Regions from separate parts of the Sus scrofa genome. Here region 2 is linked to region 1. The links are chromatin contacts, called in public HiChIP or PLAC-seq maps. All regions are on one chromosome and are shown on one strand. The core of a region is the stretch at or near the end of the contact, and the rest is flanking DNA. Distances in the headings are between cores, read along the strand shown. Region 1 overlaps KIF13A (kinesin-like protein KIF13A). Region 2 overlaps KIF13A (kinesin-like protein KIF13A).

Region 1 (7,436 bases), core at 3,795-6,294:
ACACTATATGAGTGCATTAGGTTCCAGGTGTTCTAAGGCAGGTGTACAAGGTTGAATAAGGAGAATTTCCTGTCCTGGGAGAGCGACGATGTTGAAAGGGGGAGGAAATGAGCAAGCAGTAGATCGCTGTACAGGAGAGTTAGAATAAAATACATTAAGTACATTGTGGAGTATCCAGAATGTTCAATAAATATTAGCTCTTTTCTCCTTAGGAGCTTGCACAGGGAAAGATAGGAAGGAAGACGACTGCAGGATAGAAAGAGTGGGGGAAACATGTCATCCACTGGGCAGCACCAGGGGAGCGGAAGCTCAAACAGGCTCGACGGAGGAGAGCAGGGAGGTTTATATGGAAGGGTGGTGACGGATGCGTCAGAGGGGTCATGATTAATACACACACCTCATGGGCAGGATGGTGTTCTTAGGGTTTTTGCTTATGAAGTTTTCCTTGTGCTTTGCCTCTAGGATATTGAGTCATTGATGTCTGAGGGGAATAAGTCTCGGACGGTAGCTGCAACCAACATGAATGAAGAAAGTAGCCGCTCCCATGCTGTGTTCAACATTATCATCACTCAGACGCTGTATGACCTGCAGTCTGGGGTGAGGGATCCGATAGAACCTTGGGTGGCAGTGAAAGAACTCAAAATACCTGCACAAGTGAACTGTTTCACGGCAGGCTTCAGTTGCTGAGCATTTTACTTCCTAGACGAGCTGCTTAGCTTATATCATTTAACGTTTTAGATCTGCCTTTATATATAACTTAAAAAAAAGATGAATCCCTTTGAGTTCCCCGGTGGCCTCGCAGGTTAAGTATCTGGCACTGTCATTGCCGTGGCCTGGGTTCAATCCCAGGCCCAGGAACTTCTGCATGCCATAGGCATGGCCAAAAAAAAAGAAAGAAAAAGAATTCCTTGTGTAGACTCCCTAAAGACCATGATGAGATCACCATACAGCTTTTAATATGTATCCTTCGGTACTAAATTCCCCTGAAAACAACTGAGTTTACCTCATAGTCATTAAAGGATATTAAAGAGGAAACCACAACATTTAGCCTAAAGAACGCTTTTTCAAAACAGGAGGAATTTGACCTGAACATGCAGGAACCCTCGTGTCCTGGTATGTTCTCGTAGGCACCTGAAAGCGCCAGATTCCTGACTGTACTCTGGGAAACCCAGAGCACTTGCTACTCAGCTGTGAAACTCGGTGCCGTGCTGCCATGTGTTTTGGCCATGAAACTTCTAGTTCAAGTTTAAAATCTTAACATTTAAAACCTTCCTAGGCACAGAGTTCCCATCATGACTCAGTCATTAACGAAGCCGACTAAGATCCATGAGGAAACTGGTTCAATCCCTGGCCTCACTCAGTGGGTTAAGGATCCAGCATTGCCTTGAGCTGTGGTGTGTAGGTCGCTCAGATCTGGCATTGCTGTGACTGTGGTGTAGGCTGGCAGCTACAGCTGCAATTTGATCCAAGCCTGGGAACCTCCATATGCTGCGGGTGTGGCCCTGAAGAGACAAAAGACAATACATACATAAATAAATAATAAACCTTTAAAAAAATTTTTTTTTAAATTAAAACATAAAACCTTCCTGGGGAGTCGGCCCTGTTGTAGCAGGGCGGCTGGCGCATATGTAGATATCTCTCTGGTTTCTGCATTCAGGTGTGTCGTTTCTCTCGTTTCCCACACCTAGAACTCGGGAGAGAAGGTCAGTAAGGTCAGCTTGGTGGACCTGGCGGGTAGCGAAAGAGTGTCCAAAACTGGAGCCGCTGGAGAGCGACTGAAAGAAGGCAGCAACATTAACAAGTAAGGGGGCCGGGGCCATTCCAGAAGCTGGCACATCTCCCCCAGCTTCTTGCGTGTCTTGGGGCGGGGGCGGGGGTATGTATTTCATTACCAGGGGCCACATGGCTCTGATCACACGCGGTTCAGAGTCTGTGCAGCTTTAGTGAACCGGGTTGAAGAACAACATCCGCCTGCCTCTACTGAGATACATGATGTTTATTTAAGTGCAATAGCGTAGCATGACCTAGTTCAAACATTGTACAGACACCCAGAGTATCGCTGTATAATGTTGTCTTGTATAAACGCAAGTCCCAATTTTGAAAATCAAATCATATCTTAAATTTGACTCGAGACGCTTATCCTAAGGAGAAAAATCTGCTTCGAACCCCTTTGTCAAGCTAATACTGTTTAAACATCAACACCTCCACACAACAAAAAAAGTAACAGGTATTGAATAACTGCCATCCTGAAATCTCATTCTTTGCCATGAGTACCTGCAGCGTGCCCAGGATACACTGGGGGCTGAAGGAGAGCCGAGTGGTGCAGGGTGTGTCGGAGCTGGCCAGGTGGAGGTGAGGTAAAGGCACTCCAGGCGGAGGGTGCAGCAAAGGCACAGATGAAGGGCTTGTTCTTTCAGTCCCGTAGTATCCCAGCATGTTTCCTGGTATGCAGAAGTCCCCCTGTTCTCCAGCGTGAGAGGGAGCAGAGTTTGCATTTATGAGTATGTACTTGGGGGTTTCCTGTTGTGGTTCAGTGGGTTAAGAACCCAAGTAGTATCCGTGAGGATTTGGGCTTGATCCCTGGCCTTGCTCAGAGGGTTAAGGATGTGAGCTGTGGCATAGGTTGCAGACACGGCTTGGATCTGACATTGCTGTGGCTGTGGTGTAGACTGGCAGCTGCAGCTCCAATTCAGCCCCTAGCCTGGGGACTTCCATATACCTCAGGTGCGACTCTAAAAAGCAAAAAATAAAATAAAATAAAATAAATGTGTTTGAGCAAGGCTGCCTGGGTTTAATCCTGTCCACCACTCACTAAACACGTAAGTATCACAGGCAAGTGAATTCACCTCTCTGTGTTTCATTTTTCTCATCTTTGTGATGGGGGTGATAACAGTACCTGCTTCATAGAATTGCTGGGGATTAAAATGCTGGTCATGTGCTTAGAACAATGCCTGGCATGTCGTATATACTGAATAAATATTAATTGTTGTAGCTATTATTTTTATAATCTATATAAAGAGCATGTTCATTATTCCAGGTTCAGCAGAAAGTAGTTTAGTTTGTATTTGTAATATTTTTTGTTGGTGGTGTTAAGAAACTAACTCGGGCTTTTGTTTAGGACAGAAGGTGACCAGAAGTAATATGTTCAGGAACATGTTTGTGCAACTTGCATTTTAGGGTGGTGCTAACACACGGTAATTATGCAAAAGTTTATCAAAGTTTAAAACGGGCAGTGAACTATCACCCCCTCTCTCAGGTGGACGCAGCCATGCTCATTGCACAGACTGCTGCTGTGGGGGGGGGGGCTAACTTCCAGTCGTTCTGTCTCCTGCTCTCATAACAAGGGCTTTTGCTCTGTTTCATGACAAAGCATTGTAGGAGGGCAGACAAGCACTACAGCTCTGCGGTCCAGAGCACAAGAACCGGGATGGGAATGAGGAAGCAGGTGCCAAAGGAAGGACTTTACTGGTGCTAAGCCATGTCAGCCCCTTGGCCCGTGGCTCCGCTCATGGGAGGACACTGGGAATTGTGTGCTGTGAATTCGTGGAAAGTTAAGAGTGTGGCTGCCTTGACCTGCAGTGGTCACTAACGTCTATTGACTTTTTGCTACATGCCAGGCACTGTTCTGAATGCCCTGTTTGTGATAACTCATCTGATCCTCAGATCAGTGTAATGAGATGGGTTTGTTAGCCCCATTCTGTAAATGAGAAAACCAAGTAAGAGAGTAGTTAAATAATATGTCCAAGGTCACAAAACTCTCAGCATGGATCTTAGATTTGGTTGTAGGCAGTTTAGCTGCAGAGCCCAGGCTCATCTGCTGTGCTGTATATGCCTCACTATTCTGTTTGCCTGGAAGAGTCCTGATTGGTACTTTTGTCCCAGAGTAAGTATTATAGTGCCCCCTGCAATTTGGACAATAAATTTTGTAGTGTCCCAAACTAGTCCCAAGGGCACATGATAACGTGACTTAGCACGTTTAACCCAGCAGCTGGTTCTATTCCATTATGACTACGTGAATGGAATTCTCTTAGCATCCTACTATCTTTCTTTACTTATATGAATGTAGGTATTTCTTCCTACTAGTCCATGACATGTCTACATTTTTAAGGTCCTTCATAGTTTTCGGGGCACTTTCATATGCATCATTTCGTGTGAGGTTCATTGTATATCTATTTACCTTTATTTAAAGATGAGGAAACTGTTGGCTGGAGATATTTAAGCAGTATGAGTAAAAGCTGAGCCAGGTGTTTATTAAGCCTCTGCTATGTGCCTGACACTGCATAAGATGTGGGGATGTGAGAGGAATTTAGATATTGTTGGAGACAGAATATTGCCTCCCTGTTCCCCAAATATGTCAGGTCCAAATTCTCAAAGGGACTCACAAAGGGACTTTGCAGATGTGATTAAGTTAATGATTTTGAGAAGATTATTTCGGTGGGTTTGCTGTTTTCACCAAACTCCTTACAAGTGAAAAGAAGGAGATGGGAGAGCCAGAACCCAAATGATGTAGGGTAAGAAAGACCTCACAGTCCACTACTTCTGTGAGGATGGAGGAAGGGGCCATGAGCCAAGAGATGGGGGCAGCAAGTAGAAACCAGAAAAGGCAAGGAAGCAGATTCTCCCCCTAGAGCCTCCAGAAGGAACTAGCCCTAGGAAACATATTCTGGACTCCTGGCCTCCAGAACTATAAGATAATACATTTGTGTTGTTGTAAGGTGCTGTATCTGTGGTTATTTGTTCATGATTGCTGCCTTTGAGGAGCACCTAGGTTAAGATACAATAAATTTTCTTCAACAGAAAAAACAAAGGGAGGAAAGAGAATTTTTCTTGACCCAGTAATGTTGAGAATGCTGCATAACCCAGCCTTTATGCATGGAGCAGGGATTTTTTTTTTTTTTTTTTTTTTTTTTTTTTAGGACACATTTACCAGCCTGTGGATGTTTGCCAGATTGGTCTTGTGCTTTTCCCAAAATAGCTGCCTCGAAGGGAGTAGAGCTGCCTCTGAACCCTTTCCCTTGAACCTCTGTCCAGGGCTATTTCTTTACCCCACACATCTTTCTCATCTCCCTGAGTTGGTGCAGACATGCCAGGAGCCCACTGCAGATCCAGCTTCCCACCAGGGGACATCCAAGTTCTCAGCATGGTCATTGGTCCATAGTCACTGAATCAGTGGGATATCTCACAATAAGACCATGCCATGCACGTTTGGAGGGATGGAACTATTACATGGGTGTGGTGGGGACACAGATGACAACACAACTTGGAGGTTCAGGGAGGGCTGGCTTCCCAGAGGAAACCCTGGATTTGCTTGGTTACAGAAACTAGGGATGTGACCTTTCTGTGCCTTGGTTTCCTCAACTGTGAAATGTGAGTGAGGAAACAATGTAATGAGTAGGGCTCTTAGGAGGCTTAAACTAGTAACTATTTGTAGCATGCTTAGAACACGCCTACGTGGCACAGTACACTCTATGTAGGTGTGTACTGATAAGGTAAAATAAATAATGCACTGAAACTTTTGCCCAGTGGTTCCGCAAATGGCTTCTTAAGCCTTAACATCAGTGCCTGGTGGAGGACTAAAATTAAAAGAAATCTCTGACATGTTTCCTGAGCTTTCCCTCAGCCTCCTCTTGGGGCTTCCTTGGATAGAGCATTAGTAATCCTCTTAAGCAGACCTGCCAGGGACTTCACACAGACACGAGTGTCTGCTTAATGGACTCTGGGTCGAGGAGCTTCATCTCTCCTTAATTAAGCTCTGAAGAGCTTTCCCGTACGCATGACTCCTTCAGGCGGAGCAGGTGTAACGCACCGCCTGGGCTTGTCCAACCCTGGAGGGATAGGTTGTCTATAGACCATCCGTCTTCACTTCTGGAAATCATCTACTGAGGCTGGACGGATGAGGCCGCTGGAGTCAGCCTGGGTCCGCTTTTCTGAGAACTCATCATCGAATGCACTCTAATACCTGCAGGAATGTCAGTAGAAATGGTTCTGGGGATTGAAAAGGTGGGAGGAGCAAAAATAAAAGCAGGAGTTCCCATCGTGGCTCAGCAGTTAATGAATCCAGCTAGTATCCGTGAGGATGTGGGTTCCATCCTGGCCTCACTCAGAGGATTAAGGATCTGGTGTTGCCTTGAGCTGTGGTGTAGGTTGCAGACTCGACTCAGATCCTGTGTGGCTGTGGTAAAGGCTGGCAGCTGCAACTACCAATTCGACCCCTAGCCTAGGAACTTCCATATGCCATGGGTGCAGCCCAGCACTAAAAAGCAAAACAAACAAACAAACAAACAAAAATGTTCTGTTTTATTCTTAGCAACAGCCAGCTATTGACTGCCAACAGGATTCATCTAATGAGACCTTTCCCAGTCTCATTTCCATTTCAATTACTGTGGTTAATAATAAAGTATGTGCCAAACATTTCCCAAACTGAATTCTTCTAAAACTTGTTCTAGGGATATTAATATATGTTACTCCTAGGATTCTGTCATGTAATTAATGGTATAATAACATAAGCATAATATTGACTCGAATTTTTTCTTCTGGAGTATCCTCCATGACTCTTGTTCATTTCCTCTGGGAAACCTCACTTTGGTGAGTATTGCCTGAATAATCAAACGTGAACTTGTACCTACGGAAAATAAAAGTGGCCTGCCTTCTGTGCATTATTCAAGGGCAGACAGGGGGTCCTTGTTAATTTACCGCTTGCACATTACAGGATCTGCATGTCAAGAGAAACTGAGTAAATGTCTCTATATTAAACACGAGAGACCCACAAAGGAGAGGGCAAAAATCTGCTCTGGGGGAAGCAGTAGTCACATCTTTTGGAGCATGTACCATTGTTACTTCAGTATTTGCTAAAGCATTCTTGTGAAAGACTAGTTCCTCAGGTGGCTCTGGGAAGAAGAACCCTGGATAAATAATTTTAAGAAAGGTTACTTATCACCCTTCCTTTGAAGATTCCCAGTGGTGAAAGCTCTGAGAAGTCTTGCAGTCATGAATCCCTTGTAACTTCATCATTCCCTGATTTATTTGATTCTGGGAATTCTGGTGTATTTATTTAACCTCTCCAGAACAAATGTTGAAAAGAACCTCTTTTTGGAAATATTTGTATGTATTTTTTTTTTTTTTTGGCCACATCCATGCCAAGTGGAAGTTCTGGGCCAGGAATCAAACCCACACCACAGCAGCAATCCCAGCCACTGCAGTGGCAATACCGGATCCTTCACCTTCTGTTCCAGACAAGGAGGGGAAGGGATCACCAGCTGAATAAGTACCTTTCTCATCAGGAGAACAATAGCCAGCTTGGAAACCCCTCCCAGTGATGCCTCCCTGCAACCTCATTGGCCTGAAATGTGTTTCATGGCTCCTCCGGGCTACAGAGGACCCTGGAAAGTAGGGGTTTCAGCTTGGCACCTGCGTCCCAGCAAAATCAGGTTTCTTCT
Region 2 (7,468 bases), core at 2,312-4,811, 130 kb before region 1:
TTCAGAAAGAGTACTTTGTACCTTGACAGTGTAAGAAATGAATTTTACTAACAGAACTGTCAGGAAAGGAAATAATACTAAAATTCACATGAAAACATGTATTAAAGCAGTCAAGAGTTGATCTATATGGGGTTCAGGAGCTGTCTTTTCAAAGATCACTCTACAGAATGCTTCTGGGAATTTAGATTTGCAAGTGTAAGAAGAAAATGTGAGAAATTTTTCCTTGGAAATTAGCTTGTTTGGCATTTTACCACCCAGCAACTATGTGGAAACTAAAAAAAAAAAAAAAAGGAAAAAATGTGCAGTTTTCACATCTCTAAAATTTTGTTGTAAAAATGCATAATTCTTTTTTTTTTTTTTTTGTCTTTTTGCCTTTTCTAGGACCGCTCCCGCGGCATATGGAGTTTCCCAGGCTAGGGGTCGAATTGGAGCTGTAGCTGCTGACCTACGCCAGAGCCACAGCAACGCCAGATCCAAGCCTTGTCTGTGACCTACACCATAGCTCACGGCAATGCTGGTTCCTTAACCCACTGAGCAAGGCCAGGGATCGAACCCGCAACCTCATGGTTCCCAGTCAGATTCGTTAACCACTGTACCACGATGGGAACTCCAAAAATGCATAATTCTTATATTTGATTGTAAGATCTCAGGTTAAAAAGAAAGGAGCCATTCTTGTAGACTCTCAGAATTAGGAGGACAACTGGTCCAGGACCCATCATTTGCTTGAATGAAGTCTTGATTTCATGTTACTCTGAGATTCAGTGAATCATTGATACTGTGTAGAACTTTTTTACCAAATTATCCTTGAAATGGACCTTTCACATCAAAGCACAATTGCATCTTTTTAAAAGATTGCTTCCTAAAATATTCTAAATTTTTTTTCTCTTTTTATGGCTGCTTCTGTGACATATGACAGTTCCCAGGCTAGGGGCAGAATCAGAGCTGCAGCTGCCAGCCTACACCACAGTTGTGGCAACACTGGATCTGAGCCTCATCTGTGACCTCCACTGCACTTTGCGGCAACTGCTTGTGGTAGCCTGGATCCTTAACCCACTGAGTGAGGCCAGAGAGCAAAGCCACATCTTCATGGACACTGTGTCAGGTTCTTAACCCACTGAGCCACAATGGGAACTCCTACTCTAAAATGTTTTTGAAGAAGCGTGGCAGAAATAAAAAGGGGGTTGGGGGAATAGGGTGGGGTGGGAGGAAGTATCCTTATCCAGCCAAACCAAAAAAATCTATTATTGTTATTTTTCCTCTTCCTTCATTTTGTCCTTATCCATAAATTTAAGTTGTTGAAATTGCAGACTTCTGTTTGCCATTCTCCCATGTGTATTTTGTCATGCCTCACAATTTTCATAGCTAATAATTTTAATAATTGAGTAGCATTTCATAATTTTTAACCAAATTTCTGTATTTTTGGACCTGAGAGTTGTTTCTCATAATGATTATAAATGACCGGGAGCATCTTCTTAGAACTTTTGTAGAATCCTTTACTAATTGAAAGGTATTTCTTCTCAAGCAAGCTTGCTAACACAGAAGTACATCTTTGAAGTTGTATAACATGAACCATTTCCTTACATTATAATGGAGTTAAAAGTTGACCATTTTTAGATTTAAGTATGAGCTAGGTTATGGAGAAAATGATTTTGTGTGGGGAGTAACCATGCAGGTGTTCTCACACCAGAGAGCACACCAGAGTCCTTTAGAGAGCCCCACCCGCCAAGGTTCTGCTCCCATGGCTTGGCTTGAGAGTTTGCATTTTTGACAAATCCTCAGGTGATGTTGATGCTCTTAGCGCAGGACCACACTTTTGAGAATCACTGCTCTGGACCAGCACCGTCCGGTAGGTGGAAATGTTTTACACACCGCTGTCCAATATGGTGACCCCTCTTGGTGTAGGATTACTTGAAATGTGGCCGTGCAGCCAAAGAACTGAATTAAATTTCATTTCATTTTCATTAGTTTAAATGAAACAGCTACATGTGGCTACTATATTGGACAGTACAGGTCTGGACATCGTTCGAAATCTTGCTTGCACATTTGAACCCCCAGAGATGCTTTAAAAATAGATGCTCAGGTCCTACCCCCAGAGTCTCTGGCTTAATTGGGCTGTTAGGATTTTTTAAACGAATTTCCGTGTGTCTCTCTAGTTACTATTGCTCCTTAGCCAATCTCCCCCAGAGTTAGAGCTCTGAAACCACTTTTTTTTTCCAATGATTTTAATTTTTTCCATTATAGTTAGTTTGCAGTGTTCTGTCAATTTACTACTGTACAGCAAAGTGACCAGTCAGGTGTATATGTATATATATATATATATATATACATATACACACACACACACACACACACACACACACACACACATTCTTTTTCTCACATTATCCTCCATCCTGCTCCATCATAAGTGACTAGATATAGTTCCCGGTGCTATATAGCATGAAACCACTATTTTTTTATCCTCCTGGATTCTGTGGGCCAGGAATTTGGACAGAGCAGATAGGACTTGTCCCTGTTCCACGATGCCTGGGGCCTCATCTTGAAGGCCAAAGTCTGAGGCTCTGGTCATCTGAAGGTGGGACTACCTGAGTGTCTGAGGTAGTTAACTCACCTGGTTGGCAGTTGATTCCGATGAGTAGCCATGCTTGACATACGCGGGTCTAGTTTAATAAACCAGGTTTTAAAGCCCAGTTTTACAGCTTGTCCTTTGGTTATTTTGCCATTTTGATTGTGGTCATGTATGCAAAAATTCTCGTAATCATTAACATCTCAGGTCTGAAAGCCTCATAAACTCAGCCTAAATATTTACCTTATTAAGGCAACTCATGGAGCTTTAATAGGCTCCTCCTGTGCCAAGGGTATGTATTATTATGAAAGTTAAGCCTCACAAAGCTAAATAAATTGTCTCCCATTAAAAAAACTCCTACTCTCTAGCCAGGTGTATTTAATCAAAATAGCTTATTTGTTTTTACTTATGCGGTGGCAGAGGGGGAAGGAATTGGCTCAGGCGTCTAGATGCAGGGTCCTTGCCTGTCCCTTCAGCCAGCCCCTTCACCTGACATCTTGGGAAGCACAGGGTTTTCAGCTTTCTAAAGGTCTGTGGACCACACTTCCCCAATTCAGGCCCTAGATCTACACGGCAGTCCCAGCCTAAGCTTTTGGATCAGGATGGTGTGATAGCTAGATGGGAGGTCTTGGCACTGCCTGGTCCTGCCACGAACCTGGTCTGTATCCTTGAGCTAGCCAATAACCCTTTTCCATCTGCGTCTCTTCATTTGTCAAACTGCCAGCTAATCTAGGCCATCTTTAAGATTTTCGGGTTTTGTTTTTTTAAGCTCTAATACGGCTATACCTGCATATAGAGTTGAATCAGATGGAGTAAGTAGCTAACACATACAGGAGCTGAAGTGGGTTGCACTGTAATTTACTCCTTGTCAGGTTGTTGGGAGAACTGGGGAAGACAAGGTCACTTTCTTGGGAGGCCCTGTTTGCCTGTAGTAGCTGATGTGACCATTGGAGGTGTCAAGTGAAATGAGACAGCCACTAGCTCCAGACAGCTGACACCAGTACCCCTGCGCCCAGGAGCCTGGCTTCTGCACAGATACTCTCTGTGTCTCAGCTGGGACAGCAGCTTTCCTGGGTGCCTCTAGGCCATTGTCAGCCTTCTGATTCGGACCTTTCAATTAGTTGTTATCTTGTGCAGTTGTGTTCTTTTGAGGAACCAGTGATTTTTAAGCTGTTCTTGCAGGCAGACAGCTGTGTTCTGTGATAAGTATGTACATGTGGGGGTGGAGAAATGGCATTTCCAGAGCAGCAAGCCTAAAGCTTCCTGGGGCAGCTTATTTTGTTTCTGAGGGTTCTGCCCTAACCCCACCCAAACTATGGTTAAACGCCAGTATTTCTTATCTTTGATGGTGAGACAAATTGTTGGTGGGGCAGAGAGAGCGAGAAAGAGAGGGAGGGAGAGAGGAAGGAAGAGAGAGGAAGAGAGAGGTTTGTGTCCTCTTCCTATTCTTTTGAAAGCAGGGTGGAGTTAGTGATTCCATCTGGCCCTTTGGAGTCTGGTCTGTAGGTGTGATGAGCTTTGCTGCTCTTAGAAGAGGCGAGAGGAAATCATTTGTGTGCAGTTCCCTGAAGGGAAGAAATTCAGTCTTTTTTTTTTTTTTTTTTTTTTTTTTAAGACAGGGAACAGGAAGGAAGGCTTTGAGGAAAGGGAAGCTTTACCCTTTGCTGTTGGCTCTTTGTGTCATCCTGAAGGGACACTCCCTTGATTGTACACCCACCAAGAATGACCATAACTATCCCTGTATCTCAAGCTGGGAGCCTCAGGGGAAAATTGGAAAAAAGCAAACCGTGCTGTGCTGAGCTCTTCTCTTGCGAGTGCTGAGTGGATAGATCCCAAATTTTGGGAGGGCCATGTACAGGGAACACTCGTGTGGTTTGTTAAACAGATTAACAAGCCTTTAAATATATTTACATTTTGTAGTTGAATAAAACAAGACCTCACCAGGGATGCTTTGTGTGCCCACCTATCCATATCCCAGCTCCATGAAGGGTTAAGATGTCTGGCTGAACTTGTAGTTGCTTCTGCTCCTTTTTAAATTAGATAACAAACTGTTAGCGTTTTTTTGTTTGCTTTTGTCTTTTGTTTCCTATCCTTAATGACTTCTATTTACATAGTTAATTAAAGCTTAGTATTCACCCATTTGAATTGTACCAGGGGATGGTTACAGTATTGCATTGAGAGAGATCCTTAAAATTACTTGTTTCAAGGGTAATGTTTTGAGTAAGGAAGAAGGAGTGTGGCAGGGAAAGCTTATCAAGATAATGGTGTTAAATTTGAGCAGCCTTATCCAGTTTTAAACATCTGCTTTTTTGATCTAGAGTTACTGTAACAAATAGGTAACATTAGCATGGTAGTGTAACTAAGTTTTTTGGAGTAGAATAGTCTGCGTTTTTGTAGTGAATTAGGCAGTGGAAATCATTGTCTCCATTTTTTTTTTTCCTTTAAATATTCAACGGAAATTATTTGCGTGTATAATTGAATTTTTTGAATGGCAGGGTATAGGTTTGCTTTTGTACTTTGATGCGTTGAAATAACCTCACCCATCTATTTAAAAGTTAGCCTAAGTGAAGTTTAGATTTTCTTATGTGAATGACCTCGCGTTTGACCCAGAGCTTTTACTCAATGAAAGGAAATCTTTTACTTGCCTTTGGTGTGTTTCTGTGGCCATCATCTGGGTGTGAAAAGCTGGTTTTGTAAAACACTATCAAGTACTGCGACAGAATGGTGTAGTGATCAAGAGCCACTCAGAGAACTTGAGACAAACTGCTTGTATCTGAAACTGAATCTGCAACTTAGGAGCTGCGAAATATTGGGCAAGTCCCTTAACCCTCTGTGCCTTGGTTTCCTTATTAGTGAAATGGGACTAATAAAAGTACAGACCTCATAGGGGTTGTGCGGATTAGTGTTACCTGAAAAACTGGGTTCACCTCTTGAAGGGTGTTGAGCCAAAAGCCACAACCAAGGCAGGGAGCAGGAGGAGGAGAATTTATTAATTGGCAGCAAGTAAGGAGAACACTGGGGATCTTTCCCAAAGTTGTAGCTCCGCAACAGAATTGGGGAAGTTTTTAAGCTAAGGGTACCCAAGAGGCTTTGGTGGTGCATGCATGTTCATGAAGGCCCTTGAGCAGAGGAGAATTCAGCGTTGAATTTGGGCAAAGCCAATGGAGTCCAAGCTTCTGACTGAAGTTAGAAAAGACCAAGTTCATTTTCCCGTCCTCCACCTGGGTGGGGGCCTTACTTCCTGCCGAACTCAAAAATTTGTGTCTGATTATTATGTATATCCTTTGAGGAGGAACTAGGACTGTTTTATCACTGAACGGTGTTTCTTGACTGTTTTTCCTTTGTTCTTGCATACCCTCACTTCCTTGAAGGTTATTAATTTCTGAGACCTGTTCAAGGGCAAGCATTGTGGCTGGGTTTAGATCACAGAATGGCTTAGGCTAAAAATGGCTTCTACGTCTTCTTCTTCTGCCTGGTTCACTTTCTCTGGGGACCTCCTGTGCACATTAGCACAGGGCCTTGCACTCATTACACATTAAGTGTCAACAGTTTAACATTTTTATTAATGTGGAACACTTAAGGTGTGTTGACCTAGGCTTTGTTTCTCATTTCAAGTTTAAGAAGTGTACTTTTTGAAACATCTGAAAAGAACAATTAAAGAAGGAAGTCTCAAAATTCTTTTAATCGTTAGGAATTTTCAGATTACTTTTGATTTACATGTGGACACTTCATGCAGTATGTGTTGAGAGACCACGTGTGTGGTTTAAACCAGACACCTGCTGAGCCTCAGCTGACAGATCACAGGGGCACTGCTCTGTGGAGATGGATGCAGTGAATTTTGTTCAAAGGGACATTCCTTCTGTAATAGGTGTTCACTGGTCTAGTCATTTGGCAGTCATTTGGGTAGAGAATATATGTCCAGAAATTGTGTGTGAATACACTGAGAAGTGAAGTGTTATTGACAAAATTTTGGCGTATTTGTAAAAGTGTGTTTGGGAAGAATGGGGGAGTTGGTGATGGGAGGGTACACCAAAGCCCTGGAATAAGATCTGAGGGGGGAACCTCCATGCAAATAGCCTGCCCTGGAATTTTATCAATTGCCAAACTATTTGAATAACAAGAGAGCCTGTTTGGACCTGCCCTGCGTCCTGGGTTGGCTTGGGACTCTAGCATTAGTTGTGCAACTTCAGCTCTTTGTAGTGAGTGCTGTTCCATTGCTACCTTAGACATAATATGTTCTCAATAAATGTCTGTTATACTTGATCATGTTTTTATTAATTGGATATATGGTTATGAAGCTTTAGTTAGTATAAGAAAATCGTAGATGGTTAGTACTACCTAGTCATAAATTGACTTCTAAGGAAATCAACATCTGAAGCTACCAAAACATTGTGTTCAGTAATGGGTTTCTGTGTTTTTTTTTTTTTTTTTTTTTCCTTCCTGAGTGTTGGAAATTAAGGTAACTCTGGCCCGGTCGCCAGTGTCAGAAAGTGAGACATGTGGACTAGGAGAAACCTCAACAAGGCTCTTTACTTCTGCAGAAGGGTGTGGGTACTCCAAAAAGCGCTTGCACTGAATAAAGGACACTCCCCTATTTATCCCTAATGCAGGTGGTTTACCTGTCCCCTTCCCATAGGTCAGGTCAGGGTGCACATTCTTCCCGGTTGGCTAATTTGAAACAAATTGTTACTGGGAGAAGAGGGAAAGAGGAGGAACACCCCCCCCCCCCCCAGGAAGGCATTTCAGCAAAATGGAGTAACCAAGATTTCCTTTGATAGAAAAGACATTATGTTACTTTCCTCATGAGGAAGCTGACTTTATTATCCCAGCCCCCAGACTGGTGACTCTGGTTCCAGTGTTTACCATGTTGCAGACATGGACTCAGGACCTCTCTATTAAAAA

The links. HiChIP or PLAC-seq counts read pairs in DNA pulled down with a chosen protein or histone mark.
Region 2: a contact with region 1 is called in an H3K27ac HiChIP or PLAC-seq map of skeletal muscle, with 2.9 times the contacts expected there. The contact joins two enhancer-like sites. A contact is called at or near these places in 1 of 47 Hi-C or Micro-C datasets (embryonic fibroblasts) and 1 of 2 datasets of contacts at active chromatin or transcription factors (skeletal muscle).

Annotation. Positions count from the first base shown.
Region 1 is chr7:13,573,634-13,581,069 of Sscrofa11.1, reverse strand. It overlaps KIF13A (kinesin-like protein KIF13A), which reads left to right. Exons shown (of 40, transcript XM_021100220.1): 8 at 463-597; 9 at 1,689-1,801. Among named protein-coding and RNA genes, the nearest start is that of NUP153, 110 kb to the right of the region's middle. Within about 2 kb of position 5,044, at least 6 of the 83 cell types and tissues checked have an H3K27ac peak or open chromatin away from gene starts, as enhancers often do. A contact at or near this core is called in skeletal muscle, where this site is marked.
Region 2 is chr7:13,702,069-13,709,536 of Sscrofa11.1, reverse strand. All of the region lies in intron 2 of KIF13A (kinesin-like protein KIF13A), which reads left to right. Among named protein-coding and RNA genes, the nearest start is that of KIF13A, 11 kb to the left of the region's middle. Within about 2 kb of position 3,561, at least 8 of the 83 cell types and tissues checked have an H3K27ac peak or open chromatin away from gene starts, as enhancers often do. A contact at or near this core is called in skeletal muscle, where this site is marked.